Regions from separate parts of the Mus musculus genome. Here all the other regions are linked to region 3. Evidence: chromatin contacts called from public promoter capture Hi-C data. All regions are on one chromosome and are shown on one strand. Each heading gives the region's core, a stretch centred on a gene start, on an enhancer-like site or on the middle of the called end of the contact. The rest is flanking DNA. Distances are from core to core; before and after follow the strand shown.

The links. Promoter capture Hi-C pulls out the DNA fragments that hold promoters and counts their contacts.
Region 1: a promoter capture Hi-C map of hippocampal neurons shows a contact between it and region 3, with 5 times the contacts expected there. The contact joins the promoter of Coq10a here to the promoter of Mettl1 in region 3. A contact is called at or near these places in 7 of 39 promoter capture datasets (the C10 cell line, cranial neural crest, embryonic stem cells and 4 more), 1 of 115 datasets of contacts at active chromatin or transcription factors (acute myeloid leukemia) and 2 of 9 other capture datasets (adipose tissue and liver).
Region 2: a contact with region 3 is called in a promoter capture Hi-C map of hematopoietic stem and progenitor cells, with 2.9 times the contacts expected there. The contact joins the promoter of Stat2 here to the promoter of Mettl1 in region 3. A contact is called at or near these places in 2 of 39 promoter capture datasets (the C10 cell line and hematopoietic stem and progenitor cells).
Region 4: a contact with region 3 is called in a promoter capture Hi-C map of pre-B cells, with 4 times the contacts expected there. The contact joins the promoter of Rbms2 here to the promoter of Mettl1 in region 3. A contact is called at or near these places in 4 of 39 promoter capture datasets (embryonic stem cells, frontonasal cranial neural crest, hippocampal neurons and 1 more), 1 of 484 Hi-C or Micro-C datasets (B cells) and 1 of 115 datasets of contacts at active chromatin or transcription factors (embryonic stem cells).

The regions. Positions count from the first base shown.
Region 1 is chr10:128,366,633-128,372,768 of GRCm38.p6, forward strand. Coq10a (coenzyme Q10A) reads right to left here and starts at 2,348. Exons shown (of 5, transcript NM_001374700.1): 1 at 2,066-2,348; 2 at 1,375-1,521. The coding sequence starts at 2,205.
Region 2 is chr10:128,267,034-128,272,767 of GRCm38.p6, forward strand. Stat2 (signal transducer and activator of transcription 2) reads left to right here and starts at 3,465. Exons shown (of 24, transcript NM_019963.2): 1 at 3,465-3,684. It overlaps Apof (apolipoprotein F), which reads left to right and starts at 1,666. Exons shown (of 2, transcript NM_133997.3): 1 at 1,666-1,736; 2 at 1,962-4,217. The coding sequence starts at 1,979. The coding sequence ends at 2,926.
Region 3 is chr10:127,036,949-127,043,408 of GRCm38.p6, forward strand. Mettl1 (methyltransferase like 1) reads left to right here and starts at 4,984. Exons shown (of 6, transcript NM_010792.1): 1 at 4,984-5,122; 2 at 6,112-6,275. The coding sequence starts at 5,031. Eef1akmt3 (EEF1A lysine methyltransferase 3) reads right to left here and starts at 4,446. Exons shown (of 3, transcript NM_001205036.1): 1 at 4,270-4,446; 2 at 4,040-4,151. The coding sequence starts at 4,446.
Region 4 is chr10:128,173,744-128,180,244 of GRCm38.p6, forward strand. It overlaps Rbms2 (RNA binding motif, single stranded interacting protein 2), which reads right to left and starts at 2,825. Exons shown (of 13, transcript NM_019711.2): 1 at 2,607-2,825. The coding sequence starts at 2,672.

The DNA of each region.
Region 1 (6,136 bases), core at 1,098-3,597, 1.3 Mb after region 3:
GAAGTCAGAAACCAACCTCCAGCAATTGGCTCTCCCCTTCCACCGTGCAGATCCAGAGGGGTGAAACTCAAGTCATGAACCTTGGCCGTAAGTATCCTCACCTCAAATGCCATTTCACCACCACCATCTTTTTAGATAAATTTAACTTTATAGCCTGCAGTGCAGGTTAGTGGGCTGAAACTGATAAGGATCCTCCTGCCTAGGGCTGCTAAAGTTGTAAGCTTCTACCACCACCAAATTTTAAAAAAATGAATGTGTATGTTTTGGGGAGGGGATGTACACATGAGTGCAGGTGCCCACAGAATCCAGAACAGGACACAAGATCCTCTGGAGCTGAAGTCACAGGCTGCCTAGTGTAGGTGCTAGGAACTAAACTCAGCAGTGCAGGCTCCTAGACATTAACCCATTTCTCCAACCTCCCGCCCCAATATTTTTAGTTAAAAAAATTTTTTTTTCATTATTTTATGTGCACGAGTGTTTTGCCTCCATGTTTATCTGTGTATCAAACATGCTCCCGCTTGAGGTTGCAGTATGCCTCCAGGTGGGGCTGGGAAACAAACTCGACCCTTTGCAGCAACGAGTGTTCATCACTGAGCCAACTCTCCAGTCCCTTATAGTTTAAATTTTTTAAAGCATTTTTGCTATAGCTGGACATGGTGGTGCACGCCTTTAATCTCAGCACTTGGGAGACCGGCCAGCCAAGTCTAAATAATGATACCGATTATCAAAATAAAACAAAAGCCTGACATCCTGGTAGCCAGTAAAGTCCATTTAGTCCCAGTGCTTAGGAGGCAGAAGCAGGCAGATCTCTGAGTTTTAGCCCAGCCTAGACTACATAGTTCCAAGGTAGATACCCAGAGGTATGTCTTGAGACCTTGGCTCAAACAACAATAACAAAAAGCTGTGACTTAATTAAGTCCTGTAATAAGTGGTTTCTTAGCATGTTCAATCCCCAGCACTGCAGAAAAACAGCAGCATGGTGGCACATGTCTATAATCTCAGCTCTAGGGAGGTAGGTGGAGGCAAGATATAAGTTCAAAGTCTTCTTGACTGTATATCAAGTTCAAGGCCAACCCTAGGCTATGTGAGAGCCTGTCTCAAAATGTGTGTGTGTGAGATACCTATGATGCAGCTCTGGCTATGTAGTCCGTGGAAGCTTCAAGCTTAGATTACAGGCTGTACTACCTAGTCGGTTACCTTTCTATGATGTAACACAATTCTAGACTAATACACGTGCAGAACAACTAAGGTGGGAAATTTAGGTTGAAAGGCTGGCAGCGAAAACGTTGCTGGGGAGACAAGTGGCCCAATATGAATCTTACCCACTACTGGTACATGGTTATTTATTTGAAGGGGAAAAAAAGGAATGCTCACCCCATGATCCTACGCTCCGAGTAAGCCTTTCGCTTGTTGGTAAAGGGGGCAGCAAAGCCCATGAAGGAACGACTATGAGGTAGGCCAGCCTCCGCTGCCAAGGCCTGGGCAGCGCGAGGCAAGAAGAGATTACAGGAAATCAGAAACCTAGCGCCAAAAAGAAAGGAGAGGCAGCGTCACGATTCTTTTTTTGTATTCAACCACTTCAGGTGAAGGGGAAGAGGGATGCATCACAGAGGAAGGTCGTTGGTTCGGGCAAGCTTTTCTGCCCCTAGCACCTGCTGCAGCTAGCTGGGCTGGCTGGCCAGGCAGTCACGAGTGCGAAAGGTCGAGGGCGGCTGAGGACAGGGCCAGGGGTGGGGATGGGAAAAAGAAGGGCACGTCCTAAGTGCCAGCTGCCTTTGAGGCAACACTACTGCTGCAAGCAAACTGAAGCATCTCTGACGCCAGGGTCAGGCCAGGCACATCAAAGCCAGAACGCCGGCGAAGGCCAAGAAGTGGCTGGCACGCACCCGCCCCGAGCATCTAGCTTGTACGCGTATCTCCAGAACTCCATTCGAACTCCCAGGGCACCACCAATGCCAGCCCTTCTCCGGCCTGCCGTCTAAGGGCTGCCACCCTCCACCGCTGAACTTCGGGGTGCCGGGCGACCCCCTCCGGTCCTGCGCGGACGTCTGTGCCTGCCTCTCACCTCATTGGACGCGGCGGCCGCGGAGGGCCCGGGGGCGGGGTCGGGACGGAGCGCGCGCCCCGGCAGAGCGAGAAGCCGCAGCAGCTCCGGGCGGCCGCGCGCGTCGGGGCCGGGAGCCTCCGCGCGCCCGCAGAGGCCATGCGCGCGCCCCTGCCTGGCACTCCCGGCGGCGGCGAGCTGTAGGGGAGGCCGGGCAGGAAGGGCGGCGCGAGCTCCGGCTGCCTTCGCCCTGCTCCGGCCCGCGCGCCGGATAGGCTGTCACTGAAGCGGTGACCGCAGCTCTGGGTCCCCTCACGTCACGCCGTTGCCAGGGATCGGGAGGAGGGAGCGCGAGGAAGGAAGGGACAACGCTGCCTGTCGGGAGATGTAGTTTCTTTGACACCTCTGGCGTGAAAGAAAGGGCGCTGGGTGCGTGTCGGAGGAGCTGCAGAGATGGCTCGGGGGAGCGAGATCGCCTGGCACAAACTACTTGGCGAGTCTGTGGTCACAGGACCTGATACGTAGACGCAGAGGCGACGTCGTGGGCGTGTCAACGGCAGATGGCTGTCGATGTCCAGAGGAACGTTTCTCAGAGCCCTTTAGAAGGAGAGGCTCTTTTCATCCTACTGGCCTTTGCAGTGCCTGCTGCCGGTTTATGTCTTTGGAAAAGGATATTAACTTTGCAAGTTCTGGGCTGACTTGTATAATCTCTCCTAGATCTACACGCCCTTCCCCCTTCCTCCCCTTCTCGTTATTCGAGACAAGACAATTCAGGCCTTGAATTTGCAGTGCTCCTTCATGAACGTCCCTAGGAGCAGAATTTCCTCCCTAATATTTATGGAAAGAAGTCTGAGGCAGAAGCAGGAGGGTTGCCACGAGTTCCAGGCCAGCCTGGGCTACCTACCCAGTTTTAGAGTAGCCAGCTCTAAACAAGAAGCAAGCCCTACTGTCAGACCAAACCAAACATAAGACATGGTTTGTTTGTTCTTTGAGACGCCCTCGCTATATAAGCTTGGTTGCCCTGGAACTCTTGGATATCGTCCTGACTCTTAGCTGCTGAGATTACAGACATGCATGCTCTCCAGGAGGGCTTTGGGGTGTCATGATCTTGCTCTGTAACCTGCACTGACCTTGAACTCATATGCACCTTCTTGCTGCCACTTCCCAGTTGCTGGAATTACAGGTGTGAGCTACTACTAGCCAAAATTTACTTTTAGAAAAAAGCACCATCACTGTCGGGGAAAAATGTGTACTCAATGGAGGACGAGACATCACAGGCAGAAAGCCCAAAGGTGAATACTACGTCCCAGGATTCAAGGAAAAAACAAGCGCTCTTGGGAAAAGTATGACCAAAGGAAAAAGAGAGAAGAGAAATAAACTACAAATTAGAAAGAGATTAGCCTAGACGGGTGCAAGAGCAAGCAAAATTCTCCCGACTGTCACAGAGCAAGCTCTGCTTTCCCTACGCTGGGTTAAAGCTCCCCACATTGATTCGAGCTTTGCCTGACAAAGGAAATGTGCTGGCAGGAAGAAGACAGGCAATCAAAGCTACATTGTGATACAAGTCAAATGCTTTACACAAATAAGGTCATAGACTCAGAGTCAAGACGAGGCTAGCCAGATGGCTCAGTGGGTAGGGGTGCTTGCCACCCAGTTTGCTCTGAATTCAATCCTCAGGACTCCCCCCCCCCCCCCCGCCCCCATGGAGAGAACCAGCTAAACACACATCACACAACACACATGTGCGTCTCCCACACCCACACACACACCATAAACATACATACACATTCTCATGCACACACACACATTCACATTTATACACTCACACACATACACATTCTCACACACACACCATGCACACACACATACTCATTCTCATGCACACACACACACACACACACACACACACACACACACGAGAGCATGAAACCTCCAGATGCAGAATGAGTGCATTTCTAACACTTTTCCTTCCAAGCTCTTCAGAGAGAGCCTGCTGTGTCCTCATTCCCACGTCCCTTCCCTTCCTTCCAGTTCAAAGGTGGTGTTCCTTCTGCGTATGACCTTGAAGGGCAGCCTACTCCTTCCAGCTTCAGTCTCTAGTCTGAACCCACCTCCTCTGACGTCTGAGACAGCTGCTCGGAGTGAGGAGTAAGGTTGGGCAAAAGAGGGAAGTTAACTGGGATATATGGCTGAACTGTGACCTCATTAACACCACCTTAACAGAGTTAACTGCCTCAGAAGCCCTAAGGCCCAGGAGCCCTACAAAACCAATGTGCTTGCTGTTCTCCAAGTAATTAAATAGCTAATTACTCCCATTTAATCCTTCCCTAGTTCATTCTCCTCACCTCTTGTTGTCCTCCTGACATTTTACACCAATAACTTCTTTTAAGTACTGACTTCAGAACACCTCCTCCAGGAAGACTCTCTTGACTGAACCCATATCAGTACTGCTCTGAATACCGGATTTCATAAAAATAAGCATGTATCGTATATCTTCTCCTTGTTTTATGTGTTGTGTTATACTTCCTGGGCTGCAAACATTTCAAAAAGAGACACTTGCCATAACTTTTCTTTAAAAACACAAACAAAAAACTTTTGTTTGGGAGCTGGAGAGATGACTCAGAGGTTAAGAGCACTGGCTGCTCTTCCAGAGGTCCGGAGTTCAGTTCCCAGAAACCACATGGTGGCTGACAACCATCTATAATGGGATCTGATGCTCTCTTCTGGCATGTAGGCATACCTACAGGTAGAACACTCGTATACATAAAAAGTAAAATAAAACCTTTTGTTTGGTTTTGAGATAAGGTCTCATATAGGCCAGGCTTTCTTCAAACTCATAATTTAACTAAGCAAGGCTGACCTTGAACTCCTGATATCCCGCTTCACGAGTGCTGAGGTTACTGGCTTGTGTTGCCATACTTGACTATAACTTATTTGTTCGTTTTGAGTCAGGGTTTCTCTACTTAGCCCAGGCTGTCCAGGAACTTCCTACATAGGCCAGGGTGGCCTCAAACCCTCAGAGATCTGCCTGCCTTTGCCTTCCACATGCTGGGGCTAAAGGTATTTGCCACCATACACAGTTAAGCTGAAACTTCTAAGTTTCTACCTACTGACCAGTTAGTATGGTAAAGTATATATACTGAGTATTTACATTTGTTTTTTTGTTTGTTTGTTTGTTTGTTTGTTTGTTTTCGAGACAAGGTTTCTCTGTATAGCCCTGGCTGTCCTGGAGCTCACTTTGTAGACCAGGCTGGCCTCGAACTCAGAAATCCGCCTGCCTCTGCCTCCTGAGTGCTGGGACTAAAGGTGTGCGCCACCACGCCCGGCTGAATATTTACATTTGTTATCGTTGTGGGGTACCCATCAGAGAAGACTACTCAGTCATAGGTTTAAGCCAATAGAAAGTCTTTATTAGCCGGTTGGCAGCTACACTGGGTGTCTGGATTCCAGTGTTACTCCTAGTCTTTCTCAGGGTGATTTTTTAAAAAGATTTATTTATTTTTATGTATATGGGCAGACTGTAGCTATACAGGTGATCCTTCATGTGGTTGTTGGGGATTGAATTTAGGACCTCTGCCCGCTCCTGTCAAGCCTGCTCTCTCTGACCCAAAGAGTTATTTATTATTACAAATAAGTACACTGTAGCTGTATTCAGACACACCAGAAGAGGGCGCCAGATCCCATTACAGATTACGGAACTGTGAGCCACCATGTGGTTGTGGGATTTGAACTCAGGACCTTCTGAAGAGCAGTCAGTGCTCTTACCCGCTGAGCCATCTCACCAGCCCTCAGGGTGATCTTTTAAAGCGCAGAAACTATGTCCTGGTTGACATACTTCAGTTAACCAGAAAAGTTAGGGGGGGGGGAATACAAAAGCCAAAAAGCAAAGTTAGCATATTTAGGGACTTGCCCAGAACTATAGACTTTGATGGATTAAGCCCTTTATTTTCATTTTGGCAAGTAAACTATCTGTGTGCCAAATTTTCTGGATTGAATGATACTTCCATCATGGAGTTGGTTGTACTAAGGTCTGGAGGGCCTGTCATGTTTTGTTTTTTTTTTTTTTCAGTGAACTTTTTTTTTTTAAGATTT
Region 2 (5,734 bases), core at 2,215-4,714, 1.2 Mb after region 3:
AGGGCACAGATGTGGAAGTCAGAGGACATTTCTAGGAGACACAATCTCACAGCAAACTCGCTGACCATGTGGTCCTTATGATCTTTCCACCGAGTTTTGCAACGTTCCCTGAGCCTTAGGTGTGTTTTACAGATGTATCATCCATGGAGACTGGACTCCACGACTCTGCATTTTGATCGACTACGATTTTCTCTAGTGGTCTCCATCTGCAAAGAGAAGTCTCCTCCATGAGAGAAGAGGACTATGGATACCTGTGGCTTTAAGGACAAATATTTAGGGCTGGAGAGATGGCTCAGTGGTTAAGAGCACCGACTGCTCTTTCAGAGGTCCTGAGTTCAATTCCCAACAACCACATGGTAGCTCACGATCATCTGTAATGGAATCCAGTGACCTCTTCTGGTGTGTCTGAAGACAACTGCAGTGTACTCATATTAAAAAAAGAAAAATCTTAAAATTAAAAAAAAAAAAAAAAAAAAAAAGGACGCCGGTTTGTGGTGGCCCATGCCTTTAATCCCAGCACTTGAGGAGGCAGAGGCAGGCAGATTTCTGAGTTCAGCCTGGTCTACAGAGTGAGTTCCAGGACAGCGAGGGCTATACAGAGAAACCCTGTCTCGAAAAAAACAAACAAACAAACAAAAACCCCAAACAAACAAACAAAAGGACAAGTATTTAGGCATCGTTAGGGATTATGCTGTGTAGTCATATGCTGTGTGTAGGTTTTCCTTCCAGATCTATACCTCACTAGATCTATGTAGTTGGCTAGGTTTCCCTACCAAGCATGACTCCCCTCTTGCTGAGTGGCCTCACAAACTTTTTTGTTTGTTTTTCAAAACAGGGTTTCTTCTGTGTAGCCCTAGCTGTCCTGGAATTTGCTTTGTAGACCAGTTTGAATAGGCCTCAAACTCAGAGATCTACCTCTGTTTCCTGGATGCTGGGACTCAAGGTGCGGGACCACCACCAGCCGGATCCACAACTTTTAAAAATATGGGTGAAAGGGCTGGAGAGCTGGGTTAGTGGTTAAGAGCACTGGCTGTTTTTGCACATGACCCAGGTTCAATTCCTAGCACTCACAGAGCAGCTTACAACCCTCTGTAACTCTGGTTCCAGGGAATCCAACGCCCTCCTTGGGCATTGGGCGCCTGCAGTGCACTTACAGAAACACTGGAAAAACACTCAGGCACATAAAATAACAACAAACAAATCTCCACAAAAAGGTAGGCAGATTTCTGAGTTCAAGGACAGCCTGGTCTACAGAGTAAGTTCCAGGACAGCCAGGACCACACAGAGAAACCCTGTCTCGGAAAAAAAAAAAAAAAAGTCTTCACAAAAGACACAACAAAATAACATGGATGAAGATGTGCCAGTGGATTTGAAGTCTCTGAAGACCGTCTGGTGAGTATCGATACAGCCCAGCCGTCTAAACGTGGCAGTCCTCAGTAGACTCTGTCCTTGTCCCAAATTAAAGCCAGGTGACCTTCATGGAAGATAAGATCAATGTCCTCACTGTTGAACCTTTCTGTCCCTGGCTTATTTGCAAAGGCCCTGGCCAATGTCAACATTGGGAGCCTCATCTGCACCACAGGGGCTGATGGGTTTGCTCTAGCAATTGGCCCAGCCCCTTTCACCTCAGCAGCCCCAAATATCTCTCCTATTCATAGGGCAGAGAAACAGGAGCAGGATTGTGGAACTACCGAAGCTACCCAGGGACTCTTACTTCTCAATGGCCGGACTGTATGGTAATCTGGGTCCCCCATAAGTGGGTGGGCATTAAATGGGGAGGTCACTCTGACCTAGAAATGACAGAAATTGTGCTGCACTTCCCATATCCTTACCCCTTTGCTAAACAGAACATAAGCTTGGAGGTAGGTGGTAGATTGGGGGTTCCCTGAATCTTGGGCTCCCTGCAGACTATAACCTTCAAAGACATGGTCTGCATGTTTTGGGGTTCTCCCTTTTTCCAGGGTGCTCAGCTCCTGACATGCATAGCCTCCGACTCATCCTGATGTCAATCCAGCTGCTTTGCTATCTCCTGCTGTGTCCTGTGGATGCCACTTCACACGGAGAGGCAACCAGTGTCTCTACGGTGCTCCCTCCCTCGAAGTTGGGATACCAGATGCAGACCTCAGACAAGCCCTTGTCCTGCCAGATGCTGCTCCCCAAGTCCCTGCCTGGCTTCACTTACATGCCCCCTGTCTCCAAATTCCTGGTAGGCCTGGCTCTAAGGAATGCTCTGGAGGCAGCTGGCTGCCAGGCTGAGGTCTGGGCTCTTCAGCTTCAGCTTTACCGATTAGGAGGTGTGGAGGCTACACAAGCCCTCATCCACCATCTCCAGGAGCTCCAGAAGAGTGGACACACAGACCGGGAAGTGTCTGTGGATGCCCTGTCCTCTGCTCTGCAGCTCTTAGCCTGGGAGCAGCCAGGTCCAAAGAGGGCCAAACGTTCGATTTCCAACACAGACTGCGACAATGATCAGGAACAGAGTGTCCACAATGTGGTTGACCTACTACCAGCAGTAGGCACCTACTACAACCTAGGCACAGCTTTGTATTACGCCATTAAGAACTGCTCTGACAAGGCCAAGGAACGAGGTCGAGATGGGGCCATAGATCTGGGTTATGATCTCTTGATGGCCATGGTAGGCGCGTCAGGGGGCCCAGCTGGTGCGGTGATCACGGCTGCTCTTAAGCCAGCGATGAAGGCTGGGGTTCAGCGGCTGATCCAGTATTATTATGATGAGAAAGAGGTGACCACCCCTCAGCCAGAGGTGACCACCCATCAGCCAGAGACCGGAAAGGATGCCACCACAGATATCGGTGTTGTGGAAGAAATAGCCATGTCTAATTTTGTGTCAGAAGTTGAAAGTACAACTTCTAACTGGGAGTGGCCTTTATTAAAGAACTATGGTGTCTTGGCGTACAAGAGATAGTAACAAAACAACCAATAAGTGGAAAATTCTGACAAGAGAAGTGTAGATGGATGGATGGGTGGGTGGATGGTTTGGGATACTGTCATCGCTTGCCAGTAATTTCCTTCTTGAAACTTAGATTTTTACACTCTAATGGGGCTGGCTAACTTCCACCTGAACAAGTGATTATAGAAATTAAAAAGCGTTATCATGAACCCACAGTATTTATCATTCATATCCTCAAAAATACCTTATTACCTCAGCTCTTCCCTCCCTATCCTAAGGGACGCAGGTCCCACCCTTTCTATGGAGTCCTAGGTGCCTTCACGCACCCTGGTTTCAGTTTCCTTTCCCTAGAACTCACGGTTCGGTTCGGGTAAATCAGCTGCTAGAATTCCTGGCTAAGACTTTAGTTGGGCTCCGCCCGACTAGGGGGGCGGGAGCGGGCACTAACGAGCTTCTCCCTCTCCGCCAATCACTGAAGTCGGCGGTGTGGTTTCAAGCAGCTTGTCCAGCCCAGCGCTGAACGGGGTTGTGTTTCAGCCAATGAGAGTGACACGCGGGGAGGGCGTGGCTAAGCTTTCGGTCGCCCCACCGATCCCGGAACGCCGAGCGTCCACAGCCGGGTGATCCATTCCGCCAGCCGGGTGACCCATTCCGCTGTTCGCTATCTTGGTCCGCCGGAGTCGGGGGAGGGTGGAAAACGGGTCCTTGAACCGCTTGGAGAATTGGAAGTTGCAGCGAGAGCACTGGAAGGAGCGGCACTGGACCCTCAGAAGGTACAGGCCCCGAAAGGGTGTGCGGAGCGGGGCGGAGGTGCCAGCCGGTTCCCGGGAAGGGCTGCTGCCCCGGGTGATGCCCCTGTAGACAAGGCTTCTGCTCTCTGGCTGAAGTCGAACACCCTGCAGGATGCTGCACCGCTGCACAGTTCTACTTCTCAACCCTGTCGACTTCCTTCCAAAACTCCTCCGCAACCCTTGCAGCTGCTCTATGTACCCATTATGATCCTTGTCATAAGCCAAAGCTTTAACCTCTGCTCTGCGAATCTATTTACTTATTTGTTTGCTTCCTTATTATATTTTTAAAATTTGTATGCATGTTGTGTTTATGTACTAGGTGCGTGCCTGAATTGGCCAGAAGAGGGCCGAATTTACTAGGACTGGAGTTAAGATGGTTGTGAGCAGCCATGTGGGGGCTGGGAACCGAACCCAGGTCCTCTGGAAGAGCAGCCAGTGCTCTTAACCATGGAGCCATCTCTCGAGGCCCTTTACATAATTTTTGATCCTTGCACAAATAAATAAATAAATAAGAAAGACATCCTTGATCATTATGTGTGTGTGTTTGTATAATATATATATATACACATATGTATATATATATATTATATACATATAATACATATAAACTATAGTCCTAGAGGTGAAACTGTTTGCTTAAGGTTACACACAAAGTCTAGTTTATTTCAGAAAACCTTATTCAGTGCAAAACTGATATCGGAGAGTGAAGCCAACTAGAGAAAGTACTTTGTTGCAGCCCCTATAGCCTACGTGCAGTTAGTTCACTTAGGCAGACTTTGGGTGTGAGGGTTGAGACAGGGTTTCTCTGTGTAGCCCTCCTGTCCTGGAAACTCAAAGATCCACCTGCCTCTTCCTCCCAAGAGCTGGGATTAAAGGTGTGCACCAACACCACCCGTCAAGTTTTTGTTTCTTAGAAGCAATACAGGCATATAATTTAAAGAGTCAAGTACCCGTTTGGAGCTGTAGCTCAACCAAAGCTTTCACAGAGAGTAAGGCACGAGGATCAAGGATTGCAAGAAAGCTAAAATGAAAACAAACATTTTGTTTGAAGAGAGATTGGATCAGGGCTATGGAGATGGTTCTTCAGTTAAGAGCACTGTCTGCCCTCCCAGATGTCCTGAGTTCAATTCCCAGCCATGGTGGTTCACAACCATCTATAATCCTAGAGTCCTATAGGATCCAATGCCGCTTCTGATCTGTGGGTGAACATGCAGACAAAACATCCAACATATACATAAAATAAAATTTTTAGAAGGAGAATAATTGGATCTCCTGCCCAATCTCTTCCCTTCTCCATTCCTGCCTTTAAGGAAAGAAAGTCAACGCCTGGACTCTAGGTGGCAATGTTTGCTCTGTAGTAGAATCATGTGACCTTTAAAGAACACTTGTGTTTCTTCTAAGCTTTTCAGCTCTAGGTACAATAAGAGTAAGATTTTTATTTTTTCCTTTTTATTTATTCTTCTCTCATACATCCTGACCATATCCTCCCTTTCCTTCCCTTCTCCCAGTGCCCCCACCCCATCTCTCCTCTCCTCCAGATCCCCTGCCTCTCCCCTGTCAGCAAAGAGAAGGTCTCCCAGGGGTATCACCCAAACACGACATAGCAAGATGCAGTAAGACTAGGCACAAACCTTCAGATCAAGGCTGGCCAAGGTAACCCAGGAGGAGAAGAAGGGTTCCAAGAACAGGCAAAAGAGTCAGAGACACTCCACTCCCCCCACCCACCCCACACACAAGCTAAACAATCATGACGTATTTGCAGAGCACTCATCTCAGAGTGTTGCAGGCTCCATGATTGCTGCTTCAGTTGCTGTGAGCCCCTATGAATCCTGCCTCGTTGATTCTGTGGACAGTGTTCTCATGGTGTCCTCACCCCTTCTGCCTCCTACCGTCCCTCCTCCCCCTCTTCTGCATGGTTCCTCCCCCCCCCCCCCGCCCCCTGCCAAAAAAAAAAAAGCAATTAAATGATTCCTAGTGATTATTCTGCTGTACTCAGATCAGTGTCTAGGGGCTTCCTGTGGCAGCTGGTGGG
Region 3 (6,460 bases), core at 3,734-6,233:
ACAAACATCTGTAACTCTAGTTATCGGGGCTCCAGTCCCTATTCTGACTTCTTCAGGCACCAGGACAGCATGTGGTACATACATGCAGGCAGAGCACACACACACACATAAAAATTAATAAAAACATCTTTTAAAACAAAACAAAACCCAAACCTGCAGAAGGCAGGACAGATCCAGGGAGATTGGTCAGGGCAGAGATGATGTTGGTTAGAACTCAAGTAATGACAGTGACTAAGAAGTAATCAAATCCTTAACATATTCTGCACACATCATCAAGATCAATAAACCAATTCTCCTCCCTCACACAAAGAAAAGGGGGGGAGGCTTTTTTTGTTTGTTTGTTTGTTTTTGTTTTTTTTGAGACAGGGTTTCTCTGTGTAGCCCTGGCTGTCCTGGAACTCACTCTGTAGACCAGGCTGGCCTCGAACTCAGAAACCCGCCTGCCTCTGCCTCCCGAGTGCTGGGATTAAAGGCGTGCACCACCACGCCCAGCGAGGGGAGATTTTGATTAAGGATAGTTTTTGAACATTTGGCCTAACTCAGGCCCAAATGCCCATTATGTAAATGAAGAGGGCTTTGGGAGAGGCAGGCTTGGAAATGTGAGCATGATCTCATTTGTGAGCAAAGTGTGAGATGTCAAACGGTCGCATGAAGATGCTGAGTAGGCTAGGCTACGCAAACACCTGGATGCAGAAATGAGAGGATCTCGGTCCTTTCCATAAAAAGGACATGCGAAGCTACAAAGTGATGTGACTTCTCAGGAGGGAGAATAGACAGAAAAAAACAAGGGGTCAAAAGTCCGCTGCTGAGCTCTGGGGTGCTCGGGGTTTCCCTTGTAAGGACAAAAGGGCGTCAACAAAATGATGTAAAAGTGTACCCGTGGTGTGTGGAAGCCAGATGCGTGCTGGCCCAGAAAGCAAAGGACATTTCAAGGAGATGGGAGTATCCTCGTAAGATGCTGAGTCCACCGGAGCGGGCTAGGAATTGACTCCTGGGCTCAGAGCATGGGGTGGGAAGTGAAGCTCACAAGCCCGGCTACAGCCACGGGAGGGAGGGACATGGAGGATAGAAAGCCTGAGTGAAATGGATTGAGAAAAGAACAGAAAGAAAGAAACTACAGACAGGGACATTAGCATTTAAATGTATCCTCTCCCTCCTGAACAGAGCCACTTCCCCCGGCACACACACAATCTATACACAGAGTGTGTATAGATGGTGCGAATGTATATGTATGTATGTGATACATGTGTTTATAACTACACTGAAATGCTTATTGTGTGTGTGTGGGGGGGGGTTGATCCTACATCTCCTGAGCTGAGAGAGAGAGAGAGAGAGAGAGAAAATGTACATATTATCCAGAGAGAAACCCTATTGTATGGGGGGTCCTCGAGTAGTTGATCCTACATCTCCTGTGTGGGGAGGGTGGGGGTATGGGGGTGGGAGTGGGTATATGTGGGTGTGTGTGGTGTATATGTGGGGTGTGTGTATGGTGGGGGAGGGCATGGGGGGATATGTATGTGTGGTGTGTATGGTGTGTGTGTGTGTGTGTGTGTGTGTGTGTAAAGCCTTCCCTTCAAAGGGCTGTTTGAACCTAGCAATGGAAAATACATTTGCACTAAGGAGGCAGTAACACTGTTTCAAACGCAAAGTGCAGCCCCCATGAAGTCCCTAAGGAAGGGGACATCAAAGAAAGTTTTTAGAAAGGACTGAAGGCCAGCAGATTACACAAGGAGAATAGGAGGGGAGAGGCTCAGAAAGAGGCTAGAGAAGGAGGCAGGCTGTTGGAAAGTAGCAAGGCTCCAGAGGGGGTGGGGTGTGATAATGATGGTAGCCATTTTGAAAAAAACCATTCTGATTGTAGGGTGGTGTGAGCCAGGATCTAGGTGGGGGCCAGAACTGGAAACAAGAAGACCAACCAGTTTGACTACTTATTATAGTCTAAGCAAGAGATGATGGATGATGGTGGCTCAGGCTGGGCAGCCAAGAGAGTAGTGGGAAAAAACACAAGAAAATCCCCATGGGTGGCTGTGACTTCATGAAGGGAAAGCCCAAGGAGAGACGGCTTGGCTGGGGGAAGAGCACCAGGTCAGCTTGAGAGTTGCTAATCTCTCCACAGAGAACCATGAAGACACCTATGAAAATCAGTGCAAGAATCGGTAATGGAAGACTAAGTATGGTGGGACAAGGAAGGGACAGACATGCAAGTGTTGAGAAGGCATCCCAGGGTCAGCTGAATCCTGGGATACAAAGTCAGAGAATAGATTACACCCAGACCCCAGACTTGGCGACTAAACAGGGCACAAAAGCAGCAGCTCTTATGGCAGTAAGTGAAGACAGGTGTTCTCTCTCTCTCTCTCTCTCTCTCTCACATACACACACACACAAACACATGGATACACACAGGCATATACACATACACACATATACACATGCACATATACACAAACACATACACACATAGACACACAAAGACATAAATATACACACATACACATGCACATACACACATACATACCATACACACACAAATGCTCACATATACACACACAGAAAAGAAACAGACACACACATACACACATAGACGCAGACATATGCACATATACACATGCACATACATACACACACATACATACCAAACACACATAAACACATATACACATACATACCAAACACACATAAACACATATACAAACATGCACATACACACACATATACCTACATCCACACACACATATACATACACACACATGTACCTATATCCACATACATACATGCACATACACACATATACCCACAAACACATATACATACATGTACACAGGCATACATACACACAGACACAGACACACACCTTTCCCCTTTGCCTCCTTCCCTCCCTTCCTACCTGAAATGGGGTCTTACTCCGTAGCCCAGGCTAGCCTTGACTTTACCGAGACACCCCTAATTCCTGCATGCTGGGATTACAGGCATGAACCACTCCACTTGGCTCCTTTGCTTTTCATGTAACTTGCTCACTCCCATCCAGCCGCCTTCCTCCAACTCATCTGCCTGTGCTTCCCCTTGATGGACTGCTCAGCCCTCAAGGTAGCTAGTGAGAGCACAGCCATGCTACCCAGACCTCACCATCATGTATGTTCCGTAGCATCTTCCCACATTGTCCCTCGATAGACTACAAGTTCCTTGGCACACAGAGAATACATATTGACTGACTGAAGGAATAAATATAAGAATTAATGTCTGCCTCTGCAAAGACTGCCCTTGATGTGACCCACTTCTGTTCCTACAAATAAGGACATCTGGTTTACACGACTTAGATCACTAGGCAAGAAGCTTTTGTAGGTTTTTGCTCAAAGTGAAGCACAATTTCCCTGACCTTTTCCTTTCCCAGGTCTCAGCTGCTTAATTACCAATTACCACCCATATATATATTCACACTCGGGTCCTTCAAAATTCATAACCTTGCTTCTTCTAGTATTAAAAACCCTAGGCTCTATTGCAGTACGGTAGCACACACCTATAATCCCAGCACTAGGAAAAAGTAAGACAGGAGGACCAGGCAGGAATTCAAGGCTAATCTCTACGTAATGAGTTTTAGGCCAGCCTGGACAACAAGAGAGCCTGTCTCAACCAGACTACAAAACCACACCCACACCCCCTACCCACACACACACACACACCCAAAAAAAAGAAAGGAAAGAAAAAGATATTTAAAAGATCCTAACATAACAAAGCTACAAATCTTTGATGAGGTTCACTGTCCTAGGTCTCTCCTTCAGAAAATCCATGCAAGCATTTTAGCGAAAGAGCATCTCCAGTTTTTTTTTTTTTTCACGGAAAGCCTATCTTATTTGTTTCAGGTACCCTGAAGCCAACTAGCTTGAGTGTTCTGAACACTCGTCAGCGCTGTCTGCCTTGCAGGAGAATAGAGGTTTGTTAAAAGGAAAGAACTGAGCTGAGTTCTACCCACCCCCAGGAATCCACGTCCTCACTTCTCCACACTCCAGCTCCCCTCCTCCCGCCGCAATGCCAGCTCACGCACCCTGCAGCGCCGCCAAGATTCCCACGATGCCCGTCCCCGCGCCCAGTTCGATCACCTTCTTGCCTCGAAAATCCACATTTTGACTCTCGAAATAGTCACACAGGCTCAGAGCCTATGAGGAAGGGAAAAAGAAAGTGGGAAACTGTCAGAACGGTGTCTCCATATGGGAGAGCCGGGGTCCGGGGACTGGACCTCTCAGGGACCCTCACTTAGGGCAGCCCATTCCTCACCGCATCCCACACGCGTGCCGCCACCCCAAGGCGCGACCCAAAGTTCTGCGTGATGCTCAGCTCGTGCCCACAGAAGCAGAACCGGCTGCTCTCTGAGTAAGAGTCTGTGAAGAGCCGGATCTCCCGTGGGAACACGGATTCGGGCTCAGTTTCCGGATCGGTGCGAGAGCTGGCCATCCGGCAGATAGAGTCCCCGAGCACCCCGGCCAGCGCTCGGATCCCCTCTATCGGTGCGGGGTTGAGGCTGGGGACTGCCAGCCATATGGGCTGCTCCCAGGCACCGGGCCCCGCCTCCCCAGTTCGCTCTCCTTCCTCCAGCTGGACTTCCTAGAGATGGATGGGGATGACCCCCGAGCCCGGGTACCTGGCGCACACAGAACAGGACCCACACAACACCATACGGGCCAGACTTGGTTTGAGACCACCCGGAGAGAGAAGAAATGATGCTTGAGTTTACTGTCAGAGGCGGGTCCCTCACATCCCGCTCACCTGTGGGGCGCACAGGTACCTGTGGGCATTTGAGAACCCAGACTAGGCCAGAACGACCCAAGGGAGGATGCGGGGTGCCCGGAGCTGGCCTCCCCAAAGCACGGTTAGCAATAGCAGGGCGCAGGTTTCCCCTCCCACTCCCTTCAGGGTCCTTTCCCTACGGTGCTACAGAATTTGCTCTTCGCTCTTTAAAAGGCGGGGCCCGCTGGCGGTCCGCGGGCTGCGTCATCACCTCGCGCCGCGAGCTCGGCTCTCCACGTGGACTGCGTGGCATGATGGCGGGAGCCGAAGCCCCCCAGCCGCAGAAGCGCTACTACCGGCAGCGCGCCCACTCCAACCCCATGGCAGACCACACACTGCGCTAGTGAGCGGGCCCGGCGGGGTCCGGGAGGGAGGGAAGGCGGTCGCGCAGGGGCCACCGCTAGGACTTGCGATGGAGCGGGGAGGGTTGTCCGGGTGACACGTCAGCTGAGGATGGCTTAGGGAGATTGGGCAGAAGGCGGAGTTGGCCGGCTGGGAGGGGTCGCGGTGTTGGAGACTTAAAGTCTGGGTGGACTTGCCAGCCAGATCTAGGAAGAGGGGGGAAAAACTATTGCCAAAATGAAGCGAAGCAAGTTGTCATTTCCACCTTCCGGTTTTTCTTTTTAATTTGGTTTGGATTTTGGAGACAGGGTTTCTCTGTGTAGCCCTAGTTGTCCTGGCACTCACTTTGTAGATCAGGCTGGCCTCGAACTCACAGAGATACAGCTTCCTCTGCCTCCTGAGGGTGTGCACCACTACACCCGGCTCCGATTTGGGTTTTTTAATTTATAAAAAGATAAACATATATACACACTCCTGGCCACTCCTTGTTCCATCCTCGCCACACAAAATACATAAACAAAGAGGGCTGGAGAGATGCCTCAGTGGTTAAGAGCGCTTGACTGCTCTTCCAGAGGCCCCAGCAATCACATGGTGGCTGGAAACCACTTCTAATGGGATCTGATTGCCTCTCCTGGTGTGCATGAAGACTGAACACTCATACACATAAAATGCAAAATACACGGGTAAATAAAAATTTTAAAATATACATAAACAAAGTAGTGCTCCAGTGCCTTAGGCAGTCAGTCTCTGGGAAAACCTTACACACATCAGTACCCAGAAGAACTTGGCAGATCTGCAGCCATAGCCTCATGATGGGACTGATTCACACCCTAGAAGCCAGGGGACTTCCCATTACACCTTCTACATACCACATGGTCCCTGCATGCAGAGTTTTTTTCTAAGCCTACCACCCCCCCCCCAACTCTTACACAAAATGTCTGCACTGGTATGTACAACAGTCTCATGTGTCTCATGTCTTCTTTCTAATAGCCCTGTGAAGCCAGAGGAAATGGACTGGTCTGAGCTTTACCCAGAGTTCTTTGCTCCGCTTATTCAAAATAAGAGCCATGATGATCCAAAGGATGAGAAAGAAAAGCACTCTGGGGCCCAAGTGGAGTTTGCAGACATAGGCTGTGGCTATGGTGGCTTGTTAGGTAATAAGCTGGCCCTTTTCTTGGGACAGGGAGAGGCCTGGGTTCTGCCATCTCAGCAGGTTAGAGGCAGGATTAGTTGACCTTTCCTCCTGGGACCAGACAGCAGTGACATCAGTGTGGAGAGCCTCCACCTTCCTTCTACTCTGGGTCTGTGGCCTTTGCCCTGGAGGAGGGAGGGGGCTGCC
Region 4 (6,501 bases), core at 1,575-4,074, 1.1 Mb after region 3:
TACTTATTTTTTTATTCTTGCTATCATTAGTGTATCTCTCTGAGTGAGTACACAATGCCACACTGTGTGTGCAGACAGCAGGACAAATTTCAGGAAGGGAGTGACTTTCTCCTTCAACCATGGGACCTGGGGCTTGAAACGACAATTGCTTTCACCCACAGGGCCATCCCACCATCCCCCAAGGTCTTCTTGGCAAATACAATTAGTGACTATGCAGCTGCTCCCACTCCTACCCTATCCAAAGACAGTATTTCCTGAACTGTTTCCCAGACCTTATAAATTATCAGGAAGAGATATGAGATTAAGTTGAAATCTGCAGTCCTATCTCTTGGTCCCCAAGTTCTCCTACACTTACAATCTAAACATCTGGCTGTTGGCTTAGTCACCAAGTGCATGTGCAAGGCCACACGTTCCATCCCCAGCATCAGCATCAACAAAAAAACAAAAAGAAAAAAAAGAAGGAAACTAAATCTTAGACATCCCCCATACTCCAAAGGGAAAGGAGAACTGAGAAAATATTTTAGATATATTCAAATACATAACAACCTGAAAGAGAAAATCCATTTCCTTTTATTCTAATGGGTATCCTGAGAAACTTGGAGGGGAAAAAGAATCAGAAGAGGCTGTGTAGTAGGAGCCCTGGGAAGGCTGAGCCAGGAGGATTACAAGTTTGAGGGCCAGTTGGGCTACATAATAAAACCAAATTAGAAAGAAAGGAAGGCTAGCACTTAGGAGGCAGAGACAGGTGGATTTCTGAGTTCGAGGCCAGCCTGGTCTACAGAGTGAGTTCCAGGACAGCCAGGGCTATACAGAGAAACCCTGTCTCAAAAAACCAAAAAGAAGAAGAAGAAGAAGAAGAAGAAGAAGAAGAAGAAGAAGAAGAAGAAGAAGAAGAAGAAGAAGAAGAAGAAGAAGAAGAAGAAGAAAAGGAAGGAAGGAAGGAAGGAAGGAAGGAAGGAAGGAAGGAAGGAAGAGAAAGAAAGAAAGAAAGAAAGAAAGAAAGAAAGAAAGAAAGAAAGAAAGAAAGAAAGAAAGAAAGAAAGAAAAAGATAAGAGGCAATGGCTCATTCATATCTGTGATCCTGTGACCAGCCTGGGCTACAGAGTGAGTTTTAGGCCAACTTGGAGCAAAGACGGAGACCATGTCTCAAAACCCAAAACTAATAGAAAATGAGAATGAAACTTGTATACAGTACTATAAAGAGCTGAGGAGAATAAAGATAGGTGGAATGTTCCCTTTCAAACACACATACATATAAAATGAATTATATATACATATATACACATATAACATATATATATATGCATATATATATATTAGAAGGGCATCAGTTAATACCTATTGAAATATATAATATAATGTTTGTATATGTGTGTAATCAAAAATATGCATAGAGCTTCATTTCTTTTTTTGTTTTTGTTTGTTTTTTGACACAGGGTTTCTCTCTGTAGCTCTGGCTGTCCTGGAACTTGCTTGTAGTCCAGGCCGGTGTTGAACTTAGAGATTGGACTGCCTCTGCTTCCTGGGTACTAGATTTAAAGGCTTGCACCATCACCTGGCTGTAGAGCTTTCTTTCTTAAGCACATAAACAGAATGAAAACCACATAAACTACCCACCAGAGTACTGCCCTGATGAGATACTAGTATTCGAGTCTCTGAAATGGTCTTTTCAGGTCCACGAGGATATGAATCTCTCCCCACCTCCAACATTCCATCAAACAAGCATAGATCTCTGCACCACGTGTTTTCTTAAAGAACAGCTGTAATGCTCAAAAGAGACCAAAAAGTCTTCCTGCTATGGCTCAAAGCTCCTCCTCCAGCATTGCATACCACAAAATGCCAAGAAACTGCCAAGGATACTCTCTGGCAAATGTGGGCAAGCCTGTCTATCTCTCTCCAGGCTGTTCATTCACTCAAACATACCTTAACTCCTCAGGCAGCCAGGGGTTAATCATAAAGACTCCAGGGATCCTTGCTAAGCCTGGCTATCTGCAGGGTTCCAAGTATCCTCTCAAAAGGCATGACCCAAAGAATCACAGAGCTTTCTGCCTTAATCCCAAAGCATGTTATCTCCCCAAATTCCTCTGCCAGGATGGGTGGGGTGGGGTAGGGTCTCTCGTCTAGAAGCACACACTTAATTCTTGATGAGCCTTGAGACCTCTCAAACTACCTGTAATTTTTCTGCTATCTGGTGGGTTGAGTAAAAAGCGAAGTGAGGTGGGGGTAAGGGTGGATGCAATTAACCAAAATGATAAAATAATCTTGCCGGGTGTGAGCCTAGGGACAAGGTCTGAGTTGTCAGACTATCCCCGGGACCATGGGCGCAGCAGCAGACAGGCAGACTAACTTCGTTTCAGAAGATACAAACTTGCAAAGTTGGTTGTTTTTATTCCGCTGCCTCCTCCAGCCTCACAAACTTCTGCTCTAAATTCCTTTAACTCCAGAACCAGGTGCAAAAAGGCAGGAAAGACGCGGTGGAAGGAGAGGCGCTGAAGGGGGACAGAGGAATCTCGTTCCCCTCTTAAAGGAGAATTCTAAAACCAAGGGCGCTCCTGGATCCCTAGGAAAGGAAGTAGCTGATTCCCCAAAAGCACTTTTTTCCTACCTTCTTGTTGTTCTTGTTATAGCCAAAAGTCGAAATCCCAGGCCTGGAAGTCACTGATAGCAGCATTTTTTCTTTACTGTTACGGAGCTGAGAGAGAGAAAGAAGAGAGTGAAGGAAAGGGAGGGAGAAAGAGGGAGGGAGGAGGGGAGGGGGAAAGGAGAGGGAGAGAGGAAGGGAGGGAAAGAGGGAGGGAAGGGAGAAGGGAGGGGGAGGAGAAAGAGGAGAAAAGGAGCACGCAAGAGAGAGAGAGGGAGTGGGGGGGGGGCCTGCGGGGAAGAATGAGCTAGGTCTGCTCCTTACGTCACTGAGAGAAGTTAACCCAAAGTCAGAACGAGCCACTTCCACTGGGTCCTAATGCCCGGGATGTTCTGTTTTGGTTTTGGTTTTCATAGGCTTAGTTCAAGCTAGAAAGAAGAATTCTTAGGTCTAATCCTTTTCAAATGTAACCCTGTTTCTCCATGAACAAGTTCTGATTATTATGAAAAGACAATTAACCTATTATTAATAAAAGACAATGGTTTTTGTTGTTGTTTTGTTTTGATTTGAAGCTTTCTTTCCCTGAGATCTCAGCTACAAGATTTCAAACTTGGCCTGAAAAATGTCTTAGTAAGTTGCCAGGCCTATGCTCAGTTCCCAGATCTACATGGTAGAAGGAGAGAACCAGCTACCAAAAATTTTTCTCCCCCGACCCCAGCACCCAATGTGGCATGCCCACATATGCACATACAAAAAGAAATAAATGAAATAGTATATATATATATATATATATATATTTAAAGACATCAAGCTTAGTGTAAAAGGACCATCTTGACTGCCTCCCAGAGCATGGAAAGAAGACTATATGGCAATACCGTGTGTGAGAGCTCAGAGCTCAGACTAGTTTATATTAGGGTGATTTTTTTTTTTTTTTTTTTTGGTTTTTGAGACAGGGTTTCTCTGTGTAGCCCTGGCAGTCCTGGAACTCACTTTGTAGACCAGGCTGGCCTCGAACTCAGAAATCCACCTGCCTCTGCCTCCCGAGTACTGGGATTAAAGGTGTGCACCACCACGCCCAGGCCCAGCTTATATTAGGGTGATCTTGATGCAGTAAGAAAGATTTTGGAGTCTGGAGAGCTGGCTCAGGGGTTAAGAGCATGGCTGCTACTCCAGGAGAGCACAGCTGATTCCCAGCATCCACATGAGGTGACTCACAGTCACCTCTATGGCCACTAGCTTCCATGGATACCAGCATGCTCACACATGTGTGCTCTCTCTCCCTCTCCCACTCCCCCCCCCCATCATATACACATGCATACGTATATACACATACATAAGTACACAAAACACACACAGAGACACACATACACACACAATGTTTTATTTTTTATTTTTTGAGACAGGGTTTCTCTGTGTAGCCCTGAATGTTCTGGAACTCACTCTGTAGACCAGGCTGGCCTGGATATCTGCCTACCCCTGCCTCCCAAATGCTGGGATCAAAGGTGTGCACCCCCACTGCCAAGCTAATTTTTTTAACATTAAAAAAAAAGTATCTTGGAGCTGGCGAGATGGCTCAGTGGTTAAGAGTGCCAACTGCTTTTCCGAAGGTCCCGAGTTCAAATCCCAGCAACCACATGGTGGCTCACAACCATCCGTAATGAAATCTGACGCCCTCTTCTGGAGTGTCTGAAGACAGCTACAGTGTACTTACATATAATAAATAAATAAATAAATAAATAAATAAATCTTTAAAAAAAAAGTATCTTAAAATTAATAGGGCTGGTGAGATGGTTCAGTGGGTAAGAGCACCTACTGCTCTTCCAAAGGTACTGAGTTCAAATCCCAGCAACCACATGGTGGCTCACAACCACCCATAATGAGATCTGATACCCTCTTCTGGTGCGTTTGAAGACAGCTACAGTGAACTTATTCTAATAAATAAATCTTTTAAAAGAAAGAGAAAAAAGTAATTAATTAATTAATTAATTAATAATAATACAGAGAAACCCTGTCTCAAAAAACAAATAATAATAATAAGAAGAAGAAAAAGCATGGCCTAGGGATGGTGATACACTGCTTAAAGCTGGAACTCCAGCATGTATGAAGAAAGATCACCAAAAGCCTGAGGCCAGCCAAGGCCACAGAGTGACCAGTGACCGTAGGATCCACTGCAGAGCTTGAGGGAAAAGGCCAGCCTAGGCTATACTTTTTTTCACATGATAGTTCAGCAGGTAAAGGTGCTGAAAGATCTGGATTAATTCCTGGGACCCACGGGGTACAAGGGAGAAGAACCTACTCCTGAAATTTGTCCTCTGACCACCGTATGTGCTATAGTATACACTCACCAACACACACACACATACACACACACATTTTAAATGTAATAAAAGAGGACAAAAGTGAGTATGTTAAAAGCATATACAAATTAAATATACAATGGCAATAACTTCAGAGCCCTTGTTCCGTTCTGTCTGGGGTGACCGTTCCCAGCGCGAAGGCATCATCCCGAGACCAAGTCCACGCACCTCGCACCTCGGTGCTTTTGAACAAGTGGAAGCTTTACATTTTGTTATTATTTATTTACTTATTTATTTTTGGTGATCTCGGGAATTCAGCATGCTAAGCACGCACTCTCCCAAGCACTAAGCCAAGCCTTCAGCCCATGTGAGAGCTATCTTACTTAACTTTATGATTAATTTAATTACTTGTTGATGTAAGATAGGGTCTCACTCTGTAGTGCTCACTGACTTCAAACTCCGCATCTCCCTGTCTCCTTAGTGTGCTATTACTGGACATACATGAACGATCGCCCCCCCCCCCCCCCCGTTTTGTTTGGTTGGTTTAGGTTTGGCTATGTTGTTTGAGTGTGCTAGAGGATCAAGCAGTCTGCCAAAGAGACACAGTCCCACACTTCCAGCATATACTTCATCCTCTTTTTTAACAGTTAATGTGTTTAACCGTTTATGAGTATTGTGTGCCACATGTGTTCCTGGTGGTAAGAGCTAACTACTTCACATGTCTGAAACCTTTTTTAAAAAATTATATTTATTTATTTGGTTTTTCCAAGACAGGGTTTCTCTGTGTAGGAACACGGGTAAGAAGTCTGAAGTGGGCATCAGACTCCCTAAAACTGGAGTCACAGATGCTGGTGAGCTACCGTGTGGGTGCTAAGAATAAAGTCTGGGTCCTCATAGCTCTTAACCACTAAATCAACTCTCCAGTCTTGTTTGGTACGTTTTTTTTTTTTTTTCAAACAGGGTCTCATGTAGCCCCGGCTGGCTGGCTGGCTGGCATTGATTTCCACCTAACCAAGAAAAAAAAAAAAAACAAACCCTGAACTCCTAACCTTCATGCTGCTCTCCTGAGTGATAAGTTTCCTGCATCATCTTGCCCAGCTGTTGGACTTTTTAATCTATTATTTCTTAGCCCTTAAGACCCATGAAGCTTAAACAAGGATAAAAACTCACCAGGTGTGGAATTTATGGCCAAGCCAAATGACGTTCACAGAGTCCTCTCTGAGCTGTCAAACAGACAAATCGTAACTCTTTAAAAAGCATGTTTCACAAAGAAAGAAGAGTATAACTTAAGTATCAAGAATCTCACACAGCTGCAGTAACACTCACCTCCAATATGCCCTCCAAGGAGGAGTTGGAACAGGAAAAGAAAACTTACAAGTGATACCAAAGAAGCCTATCCATCCACCTAGAACAGGGAGGGAGACTGAATGCCTTCAGAGCCCCTCCTCAGGCCTCCCACTGCTGCCACACACATTCTCCAGAAGTAAATTAACTCCGTCTTTGTCACAACAGACCTCAAGCCCAGACTCTCTCTAAAACAAAGCTCTGCTCTCTGTTTTTCCTGCGGCTGCTTTGCTGTGATAACGAAACAGACAGTGCCGGCATGCTGCAGAATAAATACG